Linked DNA regions of Ovis aries: region 1 is linked to region 2. The links are chromatin contacts, called in public Hi-C maps. All regions are on one chromosome and are shown on one strand. The core of a region is the stretch at or near the end of the contact, and the rest is flanking DNA. Distances in the headings are between cores, read along the strand shown.

Region 1 (6,054 bases), core at 3,338-5,837, 140 kb before region 2:
CATCCCCTGATTTGTTCAAGAAACAACAAAAGACATCTGGAGCAAACTTACCCTGTTTTCAATAATAATGTACAAACAAAAAAAAACAATGGGAAAGATATAATACGAGTGAATTTTATTTGACTTCCTATAGATTTCAGGGGATTTGAGCCAAAATCCTTGAAAGCTTAAGTTCTCATTCACCCTGGTTTTTCCTCCAGGGTGTTATTAAGCATATTCAGAGACTACTTTAAACCCTAAATATAACCTTACTTATTAAATGTGACTGTTGTCTATCAAATAATTCTCCTTTAAGTTGTTTCATTCTACCTTGCTTACTATTTCCTTTAGGCTACAATGTAGCATTTCTCCAGAGTTAGAACTCAGAACCATGTGAAAACCAGCTGCTAGGTGTTAGGCTATACATCCTTTTTTTTGTCTGTTCCAGACAGAGTGAATTACACAGCCCTTCCATGTTTCTTTGTTACCTAGTGGAGAAGGCAATGGCACCACACTCCAGTACTCTTGCCTGGAAAATCCCATGGACGGAGGAGCCTGGTGGCTGCAGTCCATGGGGTCATGAAGAGTCGGACACGACTGAGTGACTTCCCTTTCACTTTTCACTTTCATGCATTGGAGAAGGAAATGGCAACCCACTCCAGTGTTCTTGGCTGGAGAATCCCAGGGACGGGGGAGCCTGGTGGGCTGCCGTCTACGGGGTTGCACAGAGTCGGACACGACTGAAGCGACTTGGCAGGAGCAGCAGCAGCTAGGTCTGGAACAAGGAGATTCACATGGTTCTGAGTTCTAACTCTGGAGAAATGCTACATTGTAGCCTAAAGGAAATAGTAAGCAAGGTAGAATGAAACAACTTAAAGGAGAATTAATCACCAACATAGAAAGTTTAAATGTCTCGCCTAGTCAGCCAGTGTGGCAGCTCATTGGTGGTGAGAAAAGCGGTTTGAGCCCAGAAATTTTCAGCTCTTTTGAACACTGCTGTTCCTGTGATTGTTGTCCAAAAATAAGTACCTGTCAAGGTACATGTAAAACAATAAAGTTGTTCTTGCTGCACAGGTGAAAGAAAGCCTGAAGGAAAGCTGCTGCTTTTTGATGACTTATTTTCTTCTTTGTGCAGCTTACCTGTTAGACATTTTTTTCTACAATAAACTGTCCTTTTCTCAGAGAAAAAAAAGTTACATGCTGCCACAAAACATTCAACCCTAACAAAAAAAGGAAATAATATTTAAAAGCTTCCTGGTCAAATTTCTATTAAAAGTATGTATGTGCATTAGGTACCGAGGTGAGTCATTTCCTCCTTTGGTTATGTTATTTTTTTTTTCTACTAACTTGGGAGCCTTAAATCGAAACAAAAACAGGTTTTTACCTCACTTCAGCTTATCCTAGCTTCAGGTTTCCCAGAAGGAGTTGGATTAGATATTTCTAAGGTCCGTGCCAACCATAAAATTCTGTTTTAAGAAATGAAGTTCTAACCAGCAGAATGTTGACAGTAATTACAAAAGGATTTTGCCAGTAAAAAAATTGGTGTATTTTTTGCTGACGTAGTACTTCAATTTAGTATCAATTTAGGGTCTCCTTTTACTTTGAACAATTTTTTTAAACTCCCAACATTTGGCATTTTGTAATAAACCTGCCACTTACTATATACTCGTCATTCCTTGTGAATGTGGGATAAGAGTAATGATCAGACTGTCTTTCCACATAGACGGTTTTGTTGACTCCAGCTCAGAATCAAAACTTAGCTGGAAAGTGGATCTCTTCCTTTCATTTTTCAACCCTCCAGTCCCACTCTGAAACATGCTGGTTTGGACCCAGCTGACCTACAAGTATCTGGGCTGTGTATCTGTTTTATTAACCTTTTAACATTAATTTTTGGAAATTGTTAAAAATAATTTCTGCTTTTCCCAGAGATATCCAGCCCAGTGTTCAGCGAAACTTGCAGGTCGTACCCTTTGTTATTGGAAAACAAGTCAGCATGCTGACTGGTAGTTTGGTGGGTTTTTTTTTTTTTTTCAACCTGTTCTTTAGGTGTTGCAGCAATGACAGTTTCTGGCTGTTCTGCAGAATGATGGGGGGACTAAATGCATGCGTGTGCAGCCGCTCAGTTGTGGCCAACTCTATGACCTCATGGAGGATAGTCCACCAAGCTCCTCTGTCCATGGGATTTCCCAGGCAAGAATACTGGAATGGGTTGCCATTTCCTTCTCCAGGGGATCTTCCTGACTCAGATTGAACCCAGGCCTTCTGCGTCTACTGCATCAGCAGGTGGATTCTATACCACTGCGCTACCTGGGAAGCCCTGAAATAGGATGAAGATTGAGGATTTTTTCCCCTAATGACGGACTAACGCATTGGATGCTCTCTAGCAATTAGTTTTTGTGGCAGGTATAGAATTATAAAATTGTCCTTCATTACTGTTTTTATTTACCGTAAGTCTTAGATAAACCAACAGCATCCATGTGGGTAGAGTACACCCTCCTCAGAGGGGAGCAGTTGCTGTCTTCCATCTGCCCAGGGAATCCTCAAGTCTTTGGTGACCAGAAAATGTTCTTAATTATTAGATTTTTCTAACTTAAGATTTTGAAATATCTTTCCTTAATTCAGTAACTGCTATTCTTGTTTTGCCTCAATTAAATTATCATTGTTTTGTGTGAACTACCATCAGGTGTTTTTGTGATACCGTTCCATAAATACCTAAGCAGTGCAGTGCCTAGAGGAAATGAAAAAGAAGCAATAGTTTTGAAGCTTTTTCCTCCTCTCCTTGCAATTCCATTTGTTATAAAATTTCATAAAATGCGGGAAAGTAATCCTGGATGGGGAACACGCGGAGAAAGGAGACGTGCTCCTTTCAAGGGGCGTTGGCAGCAGGACACTGGCCCTGCCTATGGGACAGGAGTGGTGAGGGGAACAGTCCGCTCCTCTCAGGGCTGGAGGCTCTGAAGGTCCGTGCATTCCCTCCATTTCCTGGGAAGTCTGCAAAGCACAGCCGCCGTGCTGTCTCTCAGAGGGAGAACCTCCTCTTAGAGCTTCCTTGTCTCTGCTGATTGCAGCTCCCCAACTGTCTCCTAGATTTCAGGATAAAAGCTAAATAGAGAAAAAGGGCAGGTGGATTTCTGTATTCCAGGAAAGAGATGCAATCAGTGGTCCTGAAAGCACATAAGCACTTCCACTTGAGCTCTGAGGGGCATGTCAGCAATGAGCAGCAGGGCAAGGTTCTGTCCAAGGCAGAAACCCTAGACTTGACGCCCTGCCTGGCGCAGAGCACACACTCACGATCATGAACGTTGAAGTTCACCATTTTATGGTAAGTTATTTGTCATGAAATGTTTTCTGGTAAGGACTAGATATTGGGGGATTGTTTGGTGATTTACTTCTCTCCCCCAGCACTTTACTATGAAATTTCTCAAAAATGCAGAATTATTGAAAAAATTTTACAGTGGTCACTACCTAGAATTCACAAATAGCATTTGTTTGCATTTGCTTTATCACTTAAGAGTGCTACTTTTAATGAGACTTGTTCAAGTTTCGTTTCTCTTAAAATTGCACTGCTAAAATAATTGAACAGCTTTAAGCGAGTTGTTTTAAACTCTGGGGAAATGTGATATTTGCATTATAGCTGGAATTGTAGTCCTTACTTTACACTAGTTTTAAACGTGTAAATCTGTCCTGTTGAATTTCAGACTTAATTATTTTGCCTGAAGGAATGTTTTTTTATAACAATTATTTTAAAGTCCTTGATCAATTGTATAGAATATTCTGATGTTGTTTTCACACTTGATAAATTATCTAATTAATTTTTCTGGTGAGAGTGTACGTGGGGCTCATTTTGCTTAAACAAAGTTTCAGGATAGTGTTCCCCAGAGGACCTGAAGAAGCAGGGTAATTTAGCATATAAACCACTAAATTAGGAGCTAAGAGATTAAGATTTTACCCCTGACTGACTATGGACAAATCACTTCTCTTTATCTTTGTGTCAGTTTATCTCCTTGTAAAGTGGGGACTAGAATTTGATATTTAGGTTTTAATAAGTAATAGGTAACATTTATTAATGCTTGGACCAGTTAGGAAAGACTTTTTAAAAAAGAAAAAAAAAAATACACGATGCATCCAAGGAGGTTCTCATAATTATCTAACTGTATGACAAGCTTCAGAATGAACTCTGATTTGAACAATTGAAGCATGGGCCATGGTCAAAAGTATCTTATCAAGAACCTGCTGTTGCTTAGAACTTGCTGTTGCCGCAGAATTTGTGAGTGGTTTCCCCAATCCAGCTGGACTGTGAAAATTATGTATTTTGTGAGAGGGTGAATGGGAGGCCATTTCCTCCTCTAGAAAATCTTCCTGACCCAGGGATCGAATCCTCGTCTCCTGTGTCTCCTACAGTGCTTTTGGATTCTTTACCGCTGATCCATCAGGGAAGCCCTAAAGATGGGAGGAGGCAGACATTAATCACAGCAAGATTGAAAATCAATGTCGAGTTGAAGAACAGGTTTACGGAAGGGCGGGGCTTAAAGGAGTCATCCTGATTCAGTGCCACACACATTCCACTGCTCCCCAATCGACCCACACAACGCGGAACACCAGCCCTGCTCCTGCCAGCCCAACCTCAGGAGGTCTCCGTCAGGTCAATACAATTGAATTACAGGATCGACCAGGGGCTAAGCAGGGTCTCTCTGCTCCATTTAGCAGATGAGTGTGCCCTGTCCTTTCTATTAATAAACCCAGGTAATGAATGTAGATTCACATTTATCTTGCAAAGTCTCTTGGGGTTTTTGCCTTAGATCGCATCTTAGTAGTGATTGCAAAGATTTGACCAAAACCATGCTCCTTGATTGGCGTCCTCAGTCAGTCAGTTCAGCTGCTCAGTTGTGTCCGACTGTTTGCTACCCCATGGACTCCTGTCACTCCTGGAGCTTACTCAAACTCATGTCCATTGAGTCAGTCGGTAATGCCATCCAACCATCTCATCCCCTGTTGTCTCCTCCTCCTGCCTTCAATCTTTCCCAGCATCAGGGTCTTTTCAAACGAGTCAGCTGATCGCATCAAGTAGCCAAAGTATTGGAGTTTCAGCTTCAACATCAGTCCTTCCAACGAATTTTCAGGACTGATTTCCTTTAGGATGGACTGGTTGGATCTCCTTGCAGTCCAAAGGACTCTCAAGAGTCTTTTTCAACACCACAGTTCAAAAGCATCAATTCTTCGGTGCTCAGCTTGATTTATAGTCCAACTCTCACATCCATACATGACTACTGGAAACAATAGGCTTGACTAGATGGACCTTTGTTAGCAAAGTAATTTCCCTGCTTTTTAATATGCTTTCTAGGTTGGTCGTAACTTTTCATCCAAGGAGTAAGCGTCTTTTAATTTCATGGCTGCAGTCACCATCTGCAGTGATTTTGGAGCCCAAAAAATAAAGTCTGCCAGTTTCCACTGTTTCTCCATCTGTTTATCATGAAGTGATGGGACCAGATGCCATGATCTTTGTTTTCTGAATGTTGGGCTTTAAGCCAACTTTTTCACTCTCCTCTTTCACTTACATCAAGAGGCTCTTTAGTTCTTCATTTTCTGCCATAAGGATGGTGTCATCTGCATATCTGAGGTTATTGATATTTCTCCTTCCAATCTTGATTCCAGCTTGTGCTTCATCCGGCCCAGCGTTTCTCGTGATTTACTCTGCTGCTGCTGCTGCTAAGTCGCTTCAGTCGTGTCCAACTCTGTGCGACCCCATAGACAGCAGCCCACCAGGCTCCCCCGTCCCTGGGATTCTCCAGGCAAGAACACTGGAGTGGGTTGCCATTTCCTTCCCCAATGCGTGAAAGTGAAAAGTGAAAGTGAAGTCACTCAGTCGTGTCTGACTCTTCACCACCCCATGGACCGCAGCCCACCAGACTCCTCCATCCATGGGATTTTCCAGGCAAGAGTACTGGAATGGGATGCCATCACCTTCTCTGGATGTACTCTGCATATAAGTTAAATAAGCAGGGTGACAATATATAGCCTTGACATACTCCTTTTCCTATTTGAAACCAGTCTGTTGTTCCATGTCCAGTTCTAACT
Region 2 (5,930 bases), core at 2,376-4,875:
ATTTTTTCCTGCTGTTGCTGTTACCCTGACCTGCTTTCCTAGCCTCGGGCGCAAACCCACACTGGAAAGACTTTTCTCTCTAGCCGTTTGCCATCTGGATCGGCCTTCTGGAATCTTCCTGAAAGCTGTAAATCTTTCAAGTCAACTAGATTTTCCTCTCTGGCCTCTGCTTGTAAATATGATGACATTGTAGTTGCTAAATTTTGACAAAGGAAGTTTGGCCAATAAAGAAAAAAATGCTAAAAAAAAAAAAAAAGTCAAATTCAAATGGCCAAGAAGGATTTCCGTTGGTACTCGTGCTGCCCCCTCCTGGTTAGAAAAGAAGCACTGAGTAAACCTGACTACTTGGTCAGTCAATTCTTGCTCAAAATCCTCATCATTTTACTTTCTCTTGATTTTTAATAGGAGTCCTACAAAGTAATGCTGGTCTTTGTTATTTACAAAGGCAAGGTACATGGATGTCTATTTCAATCCCTCATAGTGTCCATTAAATGTGGTTGCCCTTTGATCCAGAAATTTCCTTTCCAAGAATCTGCCCTGAAGAAATAGAGAGAAATGTAAGCAAGAGATTACCTTTGGGGATAGCTTTCTTGTTATTGATGGTAGTAAAATACAGAACAAGGATAAATGTCTAATAACAGATGGTATAACACAGCCATAGGGTGAAATATTATGTTCACCTTAAAATGATGTTAAAGGGGAATTTTTAATAACATGAAGAAATGTTCATAACATGTCAAGTAAAACAGGACACAGAACGATAAGCAATGTACAATCACAACTAAATTTGCATTAAAAAAGAAATCTGGAAGTAATACATCAAAGCTTAATCCAGTTTTCTCTGAGTAGTGGAATTAGGCTATTTAATACATTCATATGTTTTCCAATTTTCCTATGAGTGTGTGATATTGTAAAATCAAGAAAAAAATCATAAAACTTATTTCTGCATGGTGTAAGGAACATGGACCTTAGAATCAAATAGCCTAGATTTATATCCTGACTGTGTCCTTGGAGTGATTCAATCTCTCCAGACTTGTTTCTTCAACAGTAAGTGGGGCATATAATAGTATCTGCACATCAGAATTATTGTGAGACCTGAGTCTGCAGAACAAACCTTATTAAATAATCCTTATGTTCCATTAGTTTCTCTCATATATTTACCTTCCCCAAACTTACCACCACTAGAAGCCCAAACTGCTTTCCCTTTGTCTTGCCTGTCTGGCCACTTCTCCACAATATATCACCCTTTATTAAAATAGTAAATAAGCTCCAAGGTTTAGCCTCTCTGAGGAGTTTTCACCTTTTTTCTATGAGGCCCTCCATGTACATACAAAATAACTTTTTTTTCCTGTTCATCTTTTGGTCAGTTTAAGTCACAGGTCCTAGGTACTAAACCTAAAAGGATAGAGGAAGACTTCTTTTTTTCTCTTCCTTACACTATCAACATTTGCAAACTTCTATCAGTGAGCAGGAATAATGCAGTTCCTATAAATTGTGCTGTATGTTTAGCTGAAGTCCCTTATAGCTCTCTTTTTAGGTGCTCAGACCAACTACCATCTTGCATTGAAAGGATCACCAAGGCAGTTGAAACAATATTTCAGAGATAGGATTGTAAAACCCTTATAGTCAGTCTCAGACAATGAAGAAAATCTTCAAATAGATAGACAGCCACTTAGGGGTAAAAGGGGCCTTCCCAGTGGCTCAGTGGTAAACAATCGGCCTGCCAGTGTAGGAGAACTAAGGAATGCGGGTTCGATTGCTGGGTCAATAAGATCCCCTGGAGGAGGAAATGGCAACCCACTCCAGTATTCTTGCCTGGAGAATCCCATGGACAGAGGAGCCTGGAGGCTACTGTTCATGGGGAGTGGGGATCATAAGAGTGATATGACTGAGGGCACACACATGCATTTAGGGGTAAAACTTGAAGTCTTACATATTTTTCACTCAAGGGTAGGAATAGTAATAATAAAACACTCCTGCCAGTTTATGAATCTTGAATACCACTCAGTGACAGAAGTTGAGAGCTCCTTTCTAACATCCATTATACTTATCAACATCTTACCAATTTCACCAATGAAAATCTATTTCTGACACTTCGTTTGCTCATTTTGGGGTCTCTCAGAGGTAAAGGGAGCCAAAGTACTTTAAATGGCCTCTTCTGGAGTGATAATTTTCTGACATAACCCTAGCTGACCACCCATGGAGAACAGATGCCTGATTAGAATGGCTGCTGCCCTAGGGTGTCACTTCAAACATGTGTGCGTCCTCTCTCCCTCAGTCATGTCTGACTCTTGACCACCCCCTGAACTGTAGCCTGCCAGGATCCTCCGCCCATGGAATTTTCCAGAAAAGATTACTGGAGTCGTACTCCAGGGCATCTTTCCTACTCTACGGATTGAACCCATGTCTCCTATGTCTCCTGCATTGGCAGGCAGATTGTTTACCACTGAGCCACCTGGGAAGCCTGTCACTTCAAATAAGTATATATAAATATCACAGGACCTATGCTGTAGTGTTTTAGAGTGAATCACACAGATAACACCCATAAAGCAATAAAGGCCCTGAAACATGTAAGCACTACAAATTATGTGATTAGTAAGTCTGATGCAAAAATTCTAGGTAGCTCCATATTCTGAACTTTGCATTGTTTCCATGTACTCCTTACAGATTTTTAACTATAAAACTGGAAAGAGGAAACCTCATTTAAAATAGAATCAGGACTCCAGAAGCTCTCTTGCCTTCCTACTCTCTCTCTCTGCAGATCCCAAACAGGAAGAGACTTGCCTTTCATCTCCAAGTGGAAGGTCACTGCTTTGGAACCCCCGCAGGAGGAAGGAGGATTTTCTCCTTGCCTGGCAACAGCCTAGCCAATGAAATTGTTGCAACTCAGCCAATGAAAAGTCACCACACTTTGCACTCCCAGTTTCCTCCAATGGACTCTTTATTTACAACAGGCTGTCCCAGCTTCTCCTCTTCCTCTATAAAATAAGGGTCTTCTCTTTTGCTTCTCAGAACGTGCCTATGGTTTTTGCTAGAGCATGCTTGTCTCAGATTTCAATTCTCTGCCATTTCTAAATAAACCCATTTTTGCTGATAAGCCCATTTTTGTGAAATAAACATAAAATTGGCTCTTTTATGTGTATAAAAGGTCAAACAGATTAAGTTTTTTTTTCAATGAATTTCTATTTTCCCATTCTTTTCTGAAATGTGGCTGTATTGAATGGGACAAGAAGCCTGGATGGTAAAGGTCTTCAGTCAGAATACTCAGAGGAGAGAGTCAGTGCTGATCCCCAGGTTCCTAGGGTCAAAAAGTTTATCCCTCCACCCTCACCCACTCCAGGGCTCACTGCACCTCAAGAATCCCATTAGAAGGGCTGCTTTGGCATTCTGAGAGTTCTCCATTCAGTGTGGTTTTATCAGAGCAATTAAGCCAGAAAGCATGCAGCTCAGATAACAGGATTAATTAACATTCTTCTCATTCTGCAGACAACCGATCTGGGAGGAGTGCCTCCTGTGTCTTGCTGGTCCTACTGCGGTGGGCCAAGCGCAGGCCTGGAGCTGCCCAAGGCTGGTCTGGGATTTAAATGGCTCTGCTGAATCCTAGCCTTCTTTAGGAACCGTGTGTTGTGAACAAAACAAAACAAAACTCTCCTTTGTTCTCATGGGGTTTTTCCCCCTCCTGTCGGTCCCACTGGTTTTCAGCTTTGTATTTCCAGGCTGGTGTTGATATACGGAACCTGGCAGCTAATAATGATTGTAGCAGTAAGAGCCGGCACTAACATTTATGGAGCCTTCCCTGTGGACCCGCACGAGGTATTCACGAAATCCATGTGGAATGAGCCTTCGCTAGACGCCTCAATCTCACCACCAGCCCTCCTTGAGTCTGTGGCATCGTCCCAGGAGGCTTAATGGTAAAGAATCCGCCTGCCAATACAGGAGACAAGGGTTTGATGCTTGGGCCTGGAAGATCCCCTGGAAAAAGAAATGCAATCCACTCCAGTATTCTTGCCTGGGAAATGTCATGGACAGAGGAGCCTGGTGGGCTCCAGCCCATGACTTCGCAAAGAGTTGGACATGACTGAGTGACTGAGCACCCCGACCCAGAAGATCTGCTTGTGAGCCATAAGCAGAGGGAAATATGCAAACTTGGACTCTCAGTGTTCCCACCTAGCGCTGACTTTAAACTTTTCCCAATAGGTACCTCCTCTCCCCACCATCCCCAAACTTCTCTCTTCTTCCACCTTTCTCTTCATTTCTCCTCTTTTTCTTCCCCACCCTCAGCGTCTATAATTCCCTTGATTTTCCAGAGCTGTTAGGCACTAGCTCTCATTTTGCAAAGCCCAGCTGACACTCAGGTAAGGAAAGCTAGCTTCATCCCTGGAACCCAACTTTGTGGCCTCAAGCACCTATCTTGTGAGCAAGGGGTCCTCAGCACATTCCAGTCACTACATTAGCTGATATAATCCTCTTGACATTCTTGAGAGGGAAGATTCCTGGGGATCATTCCCATTTTGGACAACGAGAAACAGACTCAGAGGTTAACTTGCCCATGGTCACAGCCAGATTCAGAACTGAGAAATCGAGACCTGTGAGGGCTCTTAATGGCTCGGCTTACTGTGACCATATGTCTCAGTTAGCCCTGGAGAGTCCCAGTTTAAGCCAGTGTTCTTCATGCTCCACGGCGCCCTAGTCTGGAACCTTATGTTCACTCTAACTATGCCGTAGATTTGTCCATCTTTGCATCCACAACACCTGGCAGCCGGAAGTACTCAATGAATAGCTTCAGAGACACTTCCTGGGTGGGTCTTGAGATGGACATCAACCGTCTGAACCAGCCATACTTCCCTTGCCTTTTCCTCAAAGCCTATGAAGAGGGCTCTGTTGCAAGGCTGTCAGGCAGCTAGCCTAACAAAATGAATTTCTTTCTGTGCTTCAGGCTCCATTCATCTCCCTGTGGATCCGCAGCATGGCGGGGCTCAGACAGGCTGGGTGACCATGGTGGACACCTTCACAAAGGCTGAAGTCATCGTATTTCATCCTTACCTCCCTCCCTAGGAGACAATCAGGATTGAGATGGATTACACTTGTTCATGGGCTAACGTTTCAAGTGAGAGTTGGATGGAGGCTTAATAGAATTAATTAATTCTCTTTGTTCCAAGAAGGGAGGGAAAAGGAGATAAGGGAAAACTCTCCACCACAGCAGGCTCTCTGATGGCCCCAAAGACCCTGGCAGGTGCTCACTGGTTTCTTTCTACGCTCTGATTTCCTTTGGGGCAAGGTTAGTTTTGTTCAGAGCAATAAGGAAAAGCAGCCTTTCCCTGATGGCTTGTTATTTGTACAGGAAATTAACTATGAGTTTGGATTTTCAGTGTGTCGAGTTTAGGCTGCATAGGGGCCAGGTTCCTTCCCCTCCAACCTCTCCCTTTGGAGCAGGGACATAAATCTCAATCCCTAGTGAGAGACAGCTGCTGCTGCTGCTGCTAAGTCGCGTCAGTCATGTCTGACTCTGTGCGACTCCATAGACTGCAGCCCACCAGGCTCCTCTGTCCCTGGGATTATCCAGGCAAGAACACAGGAGTGGGCTGCCATTTCGTTCTCCAATGTATGAAAGTGAAAAGTGAAAGTCAAGTCGCTCAGCCGTGTCCGACTCTTAGTGACCCCATGGACTGCAGCCTACCAGGCTCCTCCATCCATGGGATTTTCCAGGCAAGAGTACTGGAGTGGGTCACCAGTGCCTTCTCTCTCCGTGAGAGAGAGCAGGTGGTGCTTAAAAGCTAAGACTATGGGGCTAGAATGCCTTGCTAAGAGTTCCAGCCCTGACACTACTTTTAGTATGGGCCTTCATAGTCTCATCTGTAGAATGGGGTTAATAACAGTACCTCTTCCAAAGGTGACTGTGACAAAGAAAGGTGAAGCCCTTAGTTCAGTGT

The links. Hi-C and Micro-C count contacts between places; a contact is called where the count stands out from the background.
Region 1: a contact with region 2 is called in a Hi-C map of mixed tissues, with 2.5 times the contacts expected there. The contact joins two enhancer-like sites. A contact is called at or near these places in 13 of 16 Hi-C or Micro-C datasets (blood, liver, mesenteric adipose tissue and 5 more).

The regions. Positions count from the first base shown.
Region 1 is chr15:65,761,049-65,767,102 of ARS-UI_Ramb_v3.0, reverse strand. It overlaps TRAF6 (TNF receptor associated factor 6), which reads left to right. Exons shown (of 8, transcript XM_042233367.1): 8 at 1-1,270. Among named protein-coding and RNA genes, the nearest start is that of TRAF6, 22 kb to the left of the region's middle. Within about 2 kb of position 4,587, at least 4 of the 54 cell types and tissues checked have an H3K27ac peak or open chromatin away from gene starts, as enhancers often do.
Region 2 is chr15:65,618,971-65,624,900 of ARS-UI_Ramb_v3.0, reverse strand. All of the region lies in intron 1 of PRR5L (proline rich 5 like), which reads right to left. Among named protein-coding and RNA genes, the nearest start is that of PRR5L, 40 kb to the right of the region's middle. Within about 2 kb of position 3,625, at least 10 of the 54 cell types and tissues checked have an H3K27ac peak or open chromatin away from gene starts, as enhancers often do.